2 separate regions of the Mus musculus genome follow, and region 2 is linked to region 1. Evidence: chromatin contacts called from public HiChIP or PLAC-seq data. All regions are on one chromosome and are shown on one strand. The core of a region is the stretch at or near the end of the contact, and the rest is flanking DNA. Distances in the headings are between cores, read along the strand shown.

Region 1 (6,995 bases), core at 3,276-5,775:
GCCTCATAGTTTAAAGACAACAGCAATAGCTCAAATTTCAATTTTCTGTGAGCCAACTAAACCACCACCAGGTCAGAGGCATTATTTTAAAATACCCGCAGATGTGGTCCTGAGGGTTGCTGTCAGCACATCAGAACTAGGAATCGGGAGATGTCTCCCCACCCTGCCACCTTAGTTTCCTGCAAAGCAGACTTAAAATTCCCATTACTGTGCCTCCATCTGAAGGAACTCATTATGGAAGACAGTTTCCAGGTTGAATGCCTGTGGGTTGTCTGAACAGCTGTGCAGCACGGATTAATTATCTTCACCTTAGCTAGATGTCAGGTGGAAGAAAGGAATTTGAAAGGGCGGGGAGATAGTTAGCCAGCACATGCTGCTATGAAAGAAGGCACGGAAGATAACTAAAGTGCTGTCAGAGGTACCATGAAGGCTGCAGGGATGGGGTCTCACCAGCAGCCACCCGATGGGAAGGCAGAGCAGGGAGGAGTGAGAGACAGAAAAAAAGCAGGCTTCCTCTGCTGTATCTGTGTGTGTGTGTGTGTGTGTGTGTGTGTGTGTGTGTGTGTGTGTGTGTGTGTGTGTGTGTGTATGTGTGTGCGCGCGCGCTCGCGCTAGCGTGCGTGTGTGCACAGGGTTCCTAAGCTGTCTTGTGCTTATCAAGCCAAATGCAGAGCCTCTGAATGCTTCTGCTTATCCACAGACTTGGCAAACCACACTCAAATTTATTCTCTCTCTCTCCCCATCTCCCTCTCTGTTTATCTCTCTCCTCTCTCTCCCCATCTCCCTATCCCTCCCTCCTTCCTCCCCCCCCCCTGTCCGTGTGCTTGTGTGTGTACTTGTGTGTGTGTGTGTGTGTGTGTTGAGGGGTGCATATGCATGCATTGAAGCCATGGGTCTGTAACTTGGAAAACTTGGCAACTGGGCTGCTCTGGCAGCTAGTGATCCCCAGGGATCCACCCGTGTCCATCCCCAATAAATCACAGGCATATACCACCATACCTGAGTTTTGGAGATTAAACTCAGTCCTCATGTTTGCAAGTACTTTTCCATCTCAACTGTCTCTCTAGCCCTAGAGCCCAGTCCTCAGATTGTTAGAACCATCCCTTAGTATCAACAGAAGGGAAGGGGGAAAAAAAAAAAACCAACAACAACAAAAAAACCCTCTGTATTTGTTTGAATTTGCATTTAAATAGCAGCAACCTCAACCCAGAGAGGTGAGAACTCTGGGTTAGAAGAAATTCTAGAATCACTCAGCTCATCCCCCAACCAAGTCAGGAATCTCCTCAAAACTTTTGGTTGCAGCTGGGAAGATTTGTGAGTTCAAGACCAGACTGCTCTGCATAGTGAGTTCTGGGTCAGTCAGAACTAGACAGTGAGACCTTGCCTCAAAACAAACAAACAAAAAACAAAACAAACACCATCAACAACAAAAACCTTGGCTAGAGCCTAGCGGGGCTTTGGGCTACAGCTCTCCTAGAGACCTGCAGTAAGCCTGATCAACATTTTCACATCCACATTCTGACTGGCAAGAAGGAGACAGGTGTTAAGAGGAGAGTTTGGCCACCATCCTATGAAGAACGCAAATGGGAGCTCTAAGACCACAACTAAAGAGCCACAACTGCAAAACGGGGATCTGGAGAGCAAATATAATTAGTTATATAAATGTAGTTTCTTTTTCAGGTTGAAAAGAACAGTTACTTTATGGGGGAGGGGGAATCAACTGCTAGCTTTGAGAAATGAACTAACTCTCTCTCTCTCCCTATCTTTCTCTCTCCCTCCCTCCCTCCCTCCCTCCCTCCCTCCCTCCCTCCCTCCCTCCCTCCCTCTCTGTTATGGTGAACATATATAAAGAAATCCCCTGCGTTTGATTCCAAACCAAAGGCCTAGTTCCCTTTTAGAAGCTCTATTGGAAACACCAGAGAAAATGTGGGGGAAAACAGGCCACCCTACAGGACAACACCCTTATGTAGCATCGTTGCTAACCAAACCTCACTCAGATACACACTTAGGTTCACATAGCAGTGGTCCTAGGTGCCGGGATCGGTCAGCTTGCACTGGTGTGACAAAAGGTTGGGGATAAAAACGGTAAGTGAAGATTGACTTTGGCTCAGGGTTTCCAAGGTTTTGGTTTATGGTTGGATCGATAGGTTTGGGGGCCGTGGCTAGGCAGGATGTCTTGCAGTGGAGTGTGTGGTAGGGCAAAAGCTGTTTCATCTCATGGTACTGAGAAGGAGTGAGGAAGAGGAGAGAGAGAGAAGAAAGAGGAGGAGGAAGAGGAGGAAGAAGAGGAAGAGGAGAAGGAGGGAAGGAAGGAGGTAGGGAGGGAGGGAGAGACTACCCCAGCTCCTGATGTCTTCACCACCTCCCCATCGTGTCCAGACAGATGACCAAATCTTTAAACCATGAGGCTTTCAGAACACACACTCCAGATCTGAGCTGTAACCTAATTTTGTCTTGTGTGAAATATGGTTCTTTTCTCCATTTCTTCTTTCTTGCCTATTTTTGTTCCAAGGGCAATGTGCCCTGTGCCAAGTGGTGAACCTAAGGTAGCAAACTGATTCGCTCATCCTGTTGCCTGTTGTCCCTGTTGTCCCTTACAGCTGGGGTGGGTTTTGGCCGGTATCTGTTTACTGTGGCAGGACAGAAGGGTGTCTGCAAGGGGTTTCTGGGAAAGCCTTCTTGCCTGTGCCTCTTGCTCTGCCATCTTTTGTGGCACCTAGACACAATGACTGAAGTATTCTGTAGCTATGATGAAGCTCTCAAGAGAATGGCAGAGCTATTGGCCCTTGGCCAACATTATAAACCAGGTTTCTTATTTTATGGGAAAATAACCTCTTTCTGTTAGCATCCCTGTGGTCAGATTGCCACTTGCAGCAGAATACAGTCTTAGTTGATTAAGAAATTTAGTTTCTACTTAAGTGTAACACCCTGCAAAGATGTTAGCATTCTTTCTAGGCTCCACCCCACAGTTACCTAGCAACAGCTAGGTAGGCCTGGCTTGCTATAAAAAGGTTTGGCCTCCCTCTCCCTCCCCCATCTCCCTCCTCCCTCTCCTCTCCCCTCCTCCTCCCCCTCCCTTCCTTTGTTTCCTCTCTCCCCTTTCTCTCTCTGACCCCTTTCTCCCTCTCTTCTTTCTCTCCATCTCTCCATGAGTTCCCAACTGGCCTCTTCTCTTTTTCTCTGTCCTTCTCTGTCCCCTCCCTTTCTCTGCTTCTACTCCCTTCTCATCGCCCTTTCCCACCCCCAAATAAACTCTATTCTATACTAGACCTGTCTTGGGGCTGGTACCTTAGGGGGAAGGGATGCCTCAGCATGGGCCCGCTGAGGTGCCCTCTCCCAACCCACCATACTGTGCTCTAAAAAACATATCCTTGGCTTTATAAAACGCATCAATGGGTCTTAATGCTGAGTTTTGTTGACATGCCCCAATTTAAGCAAGCACTTCTGCTATTAGGATTTAACTTGTCTGTAGTTAGTGCTTGAGATAATGCCCCAAGGACATCTCTGTGCCCATACCTTTTGTCTGGCTCAGTGTGGGATTAAAGGTTAAGAACACAAATGGTTATCTGTCACATTTCTATTCAAAGGCAGATGAATCACACTTTGAGCAGCATAGAGTAAGCTTAGTTTCATCAGCAGTGGACATCCCTACTCTTTTCTGTTTTTTTTTTCCCCACGCAAATGTAAAATCAAACTTTCCCTATGTAACAACTTGGTTTTAAGGTAAAGGTTAGACATGTTCTGGTCCACTCGCCACAGCGGCTCGCTAGCCCCACTGTCTTTCTTATACTTTCTACTGTAGAGTAGGGAAGAACAGGAGACTGAAGGAAGGGGAAGAAGAGACACACTGAGGGGACTCGTGAGCATGATAGGACAGGCACTAACTAAAATGTGCCGGTTCTGGAGCCTGGGGTAGAGCATTGAGTTCTAGGCCAGTGCTAATGACCAATGGCCCTGACCCCAGATGAACGAATGATCCTGACCCAACTGCGGCCACACCTCATCTCACCTGAACTGAAATCCTTACCTCAGAATGCAGGGGAGGGGGCTCCCCTTTCTCTCTTCCCTATCTTTCCAATTTGTTCTCTGCATGGTTTCTATGGACTGGCCTTTGAGCTTGCAAATGGGGTCTCCAGCTCCACAGCTCCTGCCCTGCTATCACTTACCATCTATGGGGCAGAGTGCAGAGAGAGGTACTCAAGGAGGTAGATGTGGCTGCATAGGAGGTAGGGCCGAAGTAGTGAGGGTTGTCAAAGAGACAACAAATTGATCCAAAGGGTCCATCTCCAGGAATGGAGAAATGGTAGGAAAGAAACGGTCTAGTGGGGTCAGTCTTGCTGTAGCCAGTGGTGGTATTTCAGGAGGACAGAGAGGACCACAGGGCAGGCTCTGGCCAGCCAGGCCAATCTCTGGAGCCCACTGCATTCTTCCGTATAATTCATTATTCTCTGAACTCTGGAGCCCTGGAGCAGGAGAGAAGCCAGCTGAGGGTGCTTGTCACAGGCACTGGCTTGGCACAGCCAGGAGACCTAGACTGTAACTGAAAGTGTCCCTGTTCATTGCTTGGTTATGACTCAAGCATGGCCAGGGTGAGGGTATCCAGTAAATGCCAATCAGTTCTCCACTTAAACATCGTTTATAACAGGCAAGCATTGTGGGTAGGCCTTCCCGTCCCATACCATTCAAACTTAATGCACAAAACCCTTCATGAACGGCTTCACCAGTATCCTGCTCACCCCTCCCCCACTTTTTCTGACTCTTTTAACACCAGCCAATCCAACTCATGCCTGCACACTTGACTTTACCCAGCAACACCCAGCTGAGAGAACGTCACCTCCAGGAACCTTTACCTAACTGTCCTCCCCACCCCCACCCAGGGTAATTCTTTTCCTCTCTTGTGATACTTCCTCTGTGTGACCCTGGTATGCTATACATGTGCCCATCACAGCATCTTACTGTGCCATTCACAACTGACTTCTTCCTTGTACTGTGGCGCTCTGGAAGGTGCCGTCTTTCAGCTTCTCGACTTTGTTCTTGGTCCATTACATAATCCACAACTCACGGTGGCACAGGGGTGACTGGCACTACACACGCCTAGCTTACTTTAGAGCAGGCTTTCTTCAGCTGCAGTCACGTGTGTCACAATCTGTATCTTCTGCTCTAGACGAGTGACTAGCAGGCTCGGGTTGCAGGGGTTTCCAGTCTTCTCTGCTCACTGCATTCTCACATGAGGAGCCTCCAGGCTCCCAGTGTGAGGGTTGCTAGCTCTGGTCAGAGTACAGTTCAATGAACTCAGAATCAATCCCTGCCGCTTTGTAACTACCTGGTCATTCTAATGCGTGGTGAATACTGAGACCCTGGAGTTTAAATGACCCAAGTGTTGACTATAAACAGCTTTTCTTGTGTACCCACTGTATAGTAAACACTGAGCTGGGCACTGGGAAGTGGTGAGAAGGGAATAGTATTTTGTGTAGATAGAGTCTTGGTTCTCAAGAAACTGTAGACTCCACACAGTGTAAATGACCATGGTCTCCAAATTGGTTGGTTTAGATCAGAGTGTCTGTGGTGGTTTGTATATTCTTGACCCTGGGAGTGGCCCTATTAGGAGGTGTGGCCTTGTTGGAGTAGGTGTGTCACTGTGGGCGTGGGCTTAAGACCCTCACTCTAACTGCCTGGAAGTCAGTCTTCCACTAGCTGCCTTCAGATGAAGAAGTAGAACTCTCAGCTCCTTCTGCACCATGCCTGCCTAGATGCTGCCATGTTCCCGCTTTGATAATACTGGGCTGAACCTCTGAACCTGTAAGCCAGTCCAATTAAATTGTCCTTTATAAGACTTGCCTTAGTCATGGTATCTGTCCACAGAAGTAAAACCCTAACTAAGACAGTGTCACAAAGCTGTCATTTTTTGTTTCTGAGTCCACCTATTCATGAAGGCCTACATCTTCACTGTAGGATGTTTCAAAGAATCTCTGGTTTCAGTTCAGCAGATGACAATGGCAATCTATAGTGTACACACACACACAATTTTACAATTGAATACATTCAGATATGTCCTAATATGCCTTTGGGGTAAAGCAGCCTCCCTGGAGAATAACAGGCTAGCTAGGTAACAGTGTTTCTTAGCAAGACTCTAGGGCAATCTCCTTCCACGTTTGAGTCTCAAAACAAACCTTGCCCTAGAGCAGTGCTCTCAGAGTGTGGGCCCTACAGCCAGCATCTGTGGCAGCTGGAGGGCCTGCTCCAGACCTCTTGAATCTACCATTTGTTTTAAGACATTCTTTGAGTGGTTTGCAAATGGGCTCAAGTTGCAGGGCCACCAACTGATGTAGTGGGGAAAGGGAGGTGGCATGTGTGGGGGCAATGAGAAAGGTCTCAACAGAGCTAGCTCTGGGTTCTGACAATACATAAGCTACCCACAGGCTGTCCCAGGAGCAGTGGGCTCTGTATGGAAGGAAAAACTTCCAGATGGAAGGTAGCCTGCACTCCTAGGCAGCCAAGTCTCTTTCTTTTCTTGCTTAATTGTTTCTCTTAATGTTCTTAATCTGTTTTCCTATGCTTTGGATAGAAAAACAATGCCCTCTGTAACTCGTGCCCTGTGGTGATTGACAGCCATCAGTGTGCTCAAACAACTCTTTGAACACATTTGTTTGAATCTTAAGAAAACGGGTGATGGAAATAAAAAGAACTATTCAAAAAAATCAACCAAACCAGGAGCTGGTTCTTTGAGAAAATCTACAAGATAGATAAACCCTTAGCCAAACTAACTAGAGGGCACAGGGACAGTATCTTAATTAACAAAATCGGAAATGAAAAGGGAGACATAACAACAGATCCTGAAGAAATCCAAAACACCATCAGATCATTCTACAAAAGGCTATACTCAACAAAACTGGAAAACCTGGATGAAATGGACAAATTTCTAAACAGATACCAGGTACCAAAGTTAAATCAGGATCAGATTAATGACCTAAACAGTCCCATATCCCCTAAAGAAA
Region 2 (7,265 bases), core at 4,359-6,858, 91 kb before region 1:
CCTTCTGAACTAATAGTATTGGTGCGGTTCTGCCCTTCAAGGATCAGCCTTGAGCCTGTCTGTCAGCAGGGCCCCCAGTGTTGGAAGGGAAACAGTTAAGGTCAAGGTTATTCTTGAACTTGATGTGTTGCAAAGAGCAACGAAATTAAATGCCATGTGAGGAATAATCTCTTGGGAGTTGGTCTAGATCCAGGAATCTGTCCTGGACTGTGTATCGATCCCCATTGCGCTGTCTCCTTCTGCCCTTGCCCTCCCTGAAGGGTGAATGAAGCACTGCACAGACAAGCTGAAGAGAATGTACGCATTGTTTCTTAGGTTCCTTTCAGAACAATCAGCTTGTGAAGGAAGAGAGCTCTTCCAGGGCTTCAAGGGAAAGCCAGTAACATTAAGCCCAAAAGGAAGCACAAACACAAGAAACTGTTAAGAGACACTGTGTATATGTAAGGTGCTTTGTAGTGTGGCCATGGCCAATCTTTCTCTGACGTGACTATCATTAGCAACAGCTTATTTCACTACTGTTCCTAGGTGACCTTCACGGGTGACCTTCCGGGCCAGGCTTGTCCTCTCTATGCCCTGATCTTCACTATCTTCTTTTAGGTTCCTGCTCTTAAATTCTGGTTCACAAGTTGTCGATCAGGAGTCAATGTCTTCTCTTGGCTTGGCACAAACCACAGGGGCCCCAGGAAGAAGCCAAACAGCCCCTCTGAGCCCTAGGGAGCCAGGGAGCCTGCTGATCTTTTCATCTGGTAGTTTCTCTTTTCCCTTCCACTCACCTCTCCTAAAAGGTGTAGCGCTCTCTGACCTACCTTAGCTCTTTGCCTGGGGTGATCATCCTCGTACTGTCCAAACCCCAAATGCTTCTGAGTGAAGGGGTGTGTTTGGTATCGACAATGATCTTACAGCGGCATGTGTAAATGCAGGGCTGTGCTTTGAGTGTGGCTCCCATGTCTTCTAAGAGTTGTACAATGGAAGTATTGGAAAGTGGTAGAATTGATCCCCAGGTTAATTGGGAGCATACAGAGAGTATGGAAGGGGGTGTGGGATTCTAGTCTCTCCCTGTCCCTGGTTTAAGATGTCATTGTTTGCTTCATACTTGCTCATTTAATAGTTACCTGCTAGGAGGTGATGCAGTCAAGAGGTGGCTCTCACCAGGCCGCTATAATACCATCCAAACGGTGAGCTAGATACATAAGTGTCTCTTTACTTCCTAAGCACCCTGCATCAGGTATTTTGCTATTATGACAAAGAACTGACTAACACACAGGACTAACCAGGCTATGTAGTCATCCAGTTGCCTCTTCCTTCTTCTCTTCTGGATTGAACTTCCTGGAAGTTAGAATTCATATTTTATGTTTTTACTATGAAGGAGAAATCTCACTCTGGCAAAGATCCCAAGAACTTGCTCAGGGAACACATGCATAAGCAGGAGGAAAAGAAAAAGTAGTATTACCCCACATTACCTATCAATGGACATTAAAAATCCACGTCAGAATTAAAAGTGATTGGTAATCAATTTTTTATATGTATTTTAGAATAGTGTAAAATCTGTATGCCATTTTAAAAGAATGTGATAAACCATTCCCTTTGTTTAAGGCTTGCTTCTTGCTCTGGCTAGAAGCTCAAGTTGGTCTTACGGAAGACAACATAAAAATACTGCATCTCATTTTCTTTCACTGTGAAAAAAATTCCAATTTCTTTTTTCATTAGTGTAATGAACATAAAAACATTCAGTGACCTCCCCCATCAGTATCTTATAAACAAAGAACAATAAAATAAGCTGGACCAGCTTCCTCTCTTCGAGGCAGTCTGGGTTTCCTTAGAAGGAGGAAACCCCTCGAGGACCCATGACTAACAAATCCTGACTAGATAGCCGCCACACTCAGAAAAACACCTATTATTTCCAGGGGATGATTCCAATCTAAGTAAGTAAGGGATAAGCTTACTTGACCAAATCAACCAAACAAAGACCTGGACCGTTAGCCCAGAGAGGAAGCCTGTGGCTTCAGAGGGGAGGCGCACAAGGAGGACCAAAAAACGTGGGTATTTCTGAATTAGCTCATGCAAGATATGGAATGGACTGTTCCGTGGAGTGCCTGAGAAGGCTCCTATGCCTGTTACATTGAGGTTTTCACAGGAAGGATGCTGCCTGGAGAAACTGAATACAATATGACAGCTTAGAGGAATGAAGCTCACAGCGGGGCTCTGCTGGGATATAGAGGTGCAGTTTCATAATCCCTTCCCCTTTCTGAACACATCTTCCCAACAGTCCCATTGTGGGCTGTTTACATGAGGACTGATGGAAGACACCATTCCACACTGAGGTCTGCCTTTGTGGAACCAAACACTTGCCTATCTGTAGCTCCTCCCACACCCCCACCCAACTCCCTTGACCCATTGTCTGATTTCAGTTGGTATTCTTTTCTGGTTGAATGGCCTCAAACACAAGCAGTACACCCCCACCCCTCACCATCCAGGAGCTTTTCTTGGTAGATGAGACTAACCCTGGTAAAAGATCTGTTTGCAAGCATGAAGCCCCTGCTCAGAACCAGGCAAGGGAAGCCCAGATGGAAAGCCAAGTCTGCCATTGCCTGGGGATCATCCATTGTGCAGATTAAATGACTTTCACTTCCACTCCTACTTCCTCTCAAGGAAAGCAAGAGGCTGGTTTCAGACTTGTTGCTTCTTTTCAGAATAAAAATAAAACTGCATTTTAATTTTTTTCCAGCCCTTGAATGCACTGATGTTAGAATAGAGCACTTGTTTGTAAACTCTTTAACCCCAAAGGACCATTGTAAGAAAGCTCTGATCATTAACTATGAAATCTGAAGGGTATATTGTCTACTCTCTATAGCTACCCTTCTCTGTTTGGGTCCTCTTAACAGAAGTGGGGTGTAATAAAATGAGCTCAAAATGTAACAAGAGGGACTGGGAAGATGGCTCATTTAGTAAAGTACTTGTCACACAAGCATGGGGACCTCAATTTGATGCCCAGTACCCACGTAAAAAGCTGGACATGGCAGTGCATACCTGCAATCTTAGGGCCAAGAAAGCAGCGAGTGGGAAGTCCCTAGAGCTCTCAGCCACTTAATCTTGCTGAATTGATGAGCTTCAGGTTCAGTGAGACTGTCTTAAATAATAAGGTGAAGACTGACAGAAGAAGACACCTGAACACACACACCCACACACACTCACACTCACACACACATTCACACAGAATGGAGGAGGGGCAGGAAGGGAGGGAGGGACAAAGAATAACAGAAGTGGTTGGGTTCATTTAGAAGGAGGCACATGGTTAATAATGTAGCTGAGTCCTAGGGTCTATCCTGGTGGGGATAGTTTCTTGTTAGTGACAGAAGATTTAGTCAGCACGCCTATCATGACCCCATTCCAAAGCCTGGACACTTATATAGGTGTAGTTCCCCAGATCCAAACAATAGGCATAAAAACCTCCTCCTTGGGGCATTCACTCCTGAAAGCAGACAAGTCCCTTCTCTGCTTCTCTGCTAATCAACAAAAGGAAAGGAGTCAGAGAACCTGTGTTTTGGTAATCAGGCTTCCGGGCAAGGCCTCTGGCCGGGCTAACAGCCTTCCCTCTCTCGGGTTTGGCAGTCTCTATATTTATATTGAGGACAAAATATTCCTAGTGAAAACATCTCACATCAGAGTGTCAGAGGAAGAGAGCAACAACACCCATCAGGGGGCTTTTGGAAAAGCAACACATGTGCTATGTTTTGACTAAACATATTCTCCAATGTTCTTTTTCAGATGGTTGGGTGCAGTCAGCTTTTAGACAGGCAAACGCATTAACTTCTAGGGCAAAGGCCACCTTGTGGCTGGATCTCCACTCTTGGGACGTCAGCAGGAGCTCTGATGTTGTTGGAGGTTGGACTGAGTAGACACCCCCCTCCCTGCCCTAAGATTTATTGCCGCAAAGCGAGGGTGCCTACTTTACAGGTAACTGCTGGAGATTGGATTGAGGGTGCTGGTTCTTTGCAGGAGTTGTGCCCTGACCTCTCTTGCTGTAACAGCAGATAGAAGGCTCTAGTGGAGCTAAACCTTATGAATGGGACTCTCAGAGCCTGCTCTAAGAGAAGTAGGCTAGTAGGAATACTGGGTGAGGGTGGGAAGGAGGAGCGAGGCAAACCTGACCCAGAAAACTCTCCCAAAACAAAACAAAACCATCCAACCAACTAACATCAAAAACAACGAAACAGAAGAAGGAAGAAATGACTGTGTCAGGAAACAATGGGCGGGTGCTCATATTTGCAAGGGGAGCTGAGAGGAAAGGCAGCTTGTGTGTGTGTGTGTGTGTGTGTGTGTGCTTTAAAGACAATCACATTGTTCCCCCAGCTGAAGTGTTGACATTTCTTCACAGTCACTCATGCAACATATAGGTGTCCCCCAGACCAGAGCCTATGGGCTGTGGATCCCACTCTGCCCCACCCCCACTCCCCAAAAAACATTGCTAGCTTCTCTAGGATTTCGTCTTGTTTTCTCACTCAGGAGCTGTGACTGTCCACAGTCCTGTCATTCTCGCACCTGAATGGCTCTGCTTAGCGAATTCCAACGCCCGCCCTCTTCTACAGCGAGGGGTCTGCATCCCTATCCAGGAAACTGTGGGAGGGAGCTATGAGGTAATAAATAGCCTGAGGGAGAACTACAGAACCCCCCCCCCACCCCCCGCGCACGTTCAATATCACAGACACCTGCTAGGGTTAGAGTGTTCCCCAAGTGTGACCCCGTACCCCAGTCTTTCCAAACACAGGTTGGCATCAAAAACAACACATTTCTTTTGGCTTGCCCTCTTCCCCATTCTCACCGGTTTCACGTGGCCAATTTGGAACAGCTGGGTCCCAGCCAAGCTCAATTGCTCAGTCTGGAGGCACATGAAGCCCTTGGAAATTGCGATCCTCCCTCTGAGCTGGATCACCCATCGCTGCTGGGTGCCCGGAAGTCTTTCGGAAGCCAGGGTTCATCCACGATCCCACCCGCGGGATCCCCTGTCCCTGACAAGCCCCTACCTTAGGTAGTGCCACAGGCTTCTCTAGCCTTCTCAATCGGTCCTTCCACAGTGCGGGACATCCTTTGGGTCGGCCTGCGCTAAGTGCACGGCCCCTCTTCCTTAATAACTTCCCTTCTCGTCCCAGCCCACATCAGGCTCCCCGGATTCGCCAGGACCTAGGAAGCCCGGACACCCAAGGGTTCTTCTTAATATGCCAGGCTCATTCAAGCCCAGGACACTCCTCCATACACCCACCTCATGCCGGTGGAAACCAAAATCAGCCGCAGAGAATGTGTTTAAGAGGCGCGTGCACCTACCTGCCGAGAACGCTCCTAGTGCCCGGAGACGCTTAGTACCGGGTGGCATGTACCACCTCGGCACCCACGCACCGCCCCTCGCTGCCGTGCACCTCCGGCTCCGCGGACACCGGTGCTCGTTCCTCCCAGCCAACAGGGAAAGGTCCGAGGGTAACAGTCGTGGCCCCAGCGCTCGGGCGTCGCACCAGCTGCCGCCGCGCCGGGTGAAGTTGCGGGGCCAGAGGACGCGCGGGTGGCAGAGAGCGGAGCGAGCGCGGTAGCGGAGAGGGCGGTGGGGAGGCGCGCACGCGGGGGCTGGCGCGTCACCGGTGGGGGGGGGGCGAGGGAGGAGGGCGGGTGGAGACAGCTGCTTGATGGTCCCTTCAGCCCGACTCCTTCAGGGTGCGCTTGGGTGCTTGCCTCCAGCTGATCGTCTGCCTGCACGTCAGGCTCTGGGACACTAGCTTGTGGCGCAGCTTAGAAGGACTCCGCCGCAGGGGAGTTGAGACCAGCCGGACACGGAGCATTAGAGGAGATCTCAGCTGAGACAAGAGTGCCTGTGCAGCCAGCCTTTGGGGATCTCAAAAAGGGCCGTGCATTGCAAATGATGAGATGGGGGAGGGTTGTGTGCAGTGGTGAAGAGTGAAGTTCAAGGCTCAAGGCAGGAGTTATGTTGAAAAGCCCGGTTGGAGAGGGCCTCTGGGTACAAGTACCCAGGGCTTGTTTCGACAGAGGTTTCACTATGATAGGGAGAAGCAAGACTTTTGTTTGACTTTGAAACCTCTCTTTTGGTGTGAATTTGAATTATACATAAGGCTATAAAATGTAGGTGGGTCTGACAGACAGAAACATTCCATAGAAAAAGGACCTTTAGAAGCTGAGTGTGGTGGCATTCAAGAGGCTAAGGCAGGAAGGCTGCTGTAAGTTCGATGCCAGCCTGGGTTATATATAGTAAATCCCAGGTCAGCATTGGTAACTAGGCTATTATATGTGTGTGAGTGAAGAGTATGAGGTTGGGTATTCTAAGGACCTGGAGCCCAAGAGTGGACTCTGCGTCCATCCTTAGGTTGGCAGTCTTCCAGGCCTCAGTTTCCTCCTCAGGGAAACTGTCTTACTCATACAATTGTGTATTTACAATATGTAAAATCAAAGTGTCCCACAAATTCATCCATCACATTCCAAGCTGAGACCTAGTCACTTTATGAGGACATTAGAATCAAGAAGTATAAACCTTGACCAACAAAGGCTAGGAGAGGAGTCTATGGCAGCATCAGGAAACCTGGACATCCTTAGACCTGGAAAACGCAAGCAGCTGAATCACACCCCACCTAAGGATACAGCCAGACTTCAGGGATCACCCAAGGAGGAGCACTGTACAGGCCTCTCACCTGGACCACGAGGCCATGGCTTGAGAGGAGCTCAGACAGGCTACCCTTGCCAGCTGCATTCTCCAATGCCCTTCTCTCAACTCAACACACTCCCCATCAGGAAGCCACCTTCCCATGTGGACATTCCTTCCTAGGAGGAAAGCGTCGACTACGACTACACATGTGACAGCTTAGCACACAGAGGGCAAGCAAGCTCTCTGTGTGTTTCCTCATGGGTGTTCTGCTCAACAAGCAAGTCCCTAATGCATCAATCCGTACAGAACTAAACGTAAGTTTATGGCGATCTTCTTATCCCCTGACATTAGACTGTTTACACCTGGCTGTAACCTTTCAGTATTTTGATTCCCACTTTATAGGCAGGCAAACTAAGGTTACAGAGAGTTAGCCTAACTTGTCCAAGATGACCCAGCCTCATCGACTTTAGATGCTCATGCAAAAAAGAGACATGGCTTGTGGGGAGACATTCTTCATGGCACACCCATCCTTTGGAGGACACAGCAAAGCCGGGCTTGGATTCCTGACGAGTGGAAATTGTGAGTTAATGCTGTGTGTTCTTTTAAATGACTGTATGTTGATTTC

What was found. HiChIP or PLAC-seq counts read pairs in DNA pulled down with a chosen protein or histone mark.
Region 2: an H3K27ac HiChIP or PLAC-seq map of double positive thymocytes shows a contact between it and region 1, with 2.9 times the contacts expected there. The contact joins the promoter of Ripor2 here to the enhancer-like site in region 1. A contact is called at or near these places in 2 of 484 Hi-C or Micro-C datasets (CD4 T cells and nephron progenitors), 6 of 115 datasets of contacts at active chromatin or transcription factors (CD8 T cells, double positive thymocytes, embryonic basal ganglia and 3 more) and 1 of 9 other capture datasets (adipose tissue).

Annotation. Positions count from the first base shown.
Region 1 is chr13:24,545,096-24,552,090 of GRCm38.p6, reverse strand. It overlaps a transcript of Ripor2 not described here. Among named protein-coding and RNA genes, the nearest start is that of Gm22013, 62 kb to the right of the region's middle. Within about 2 kb of position 4,525, at least 48 of the 459 cell types and tissues checked have an H3K27ac peak or open chromatin away from gene starts, as enhancers often do. A contact at or near this core is called in CD8 T cells, double positive thymocytes and regulatory T cell precursor, where this site is marked.
Region 2 is chr13:24,636,991-24,644,255 of GRCm38.p6, reverse strand. Ripor2 (RHO family interacting cell polarization regulator 2) reads right to left here and starts at 5,608. Exons shown (of 23, transcript NM_029679.2): 1 at 5,320-5,608. The coding sequence starts at 5,368.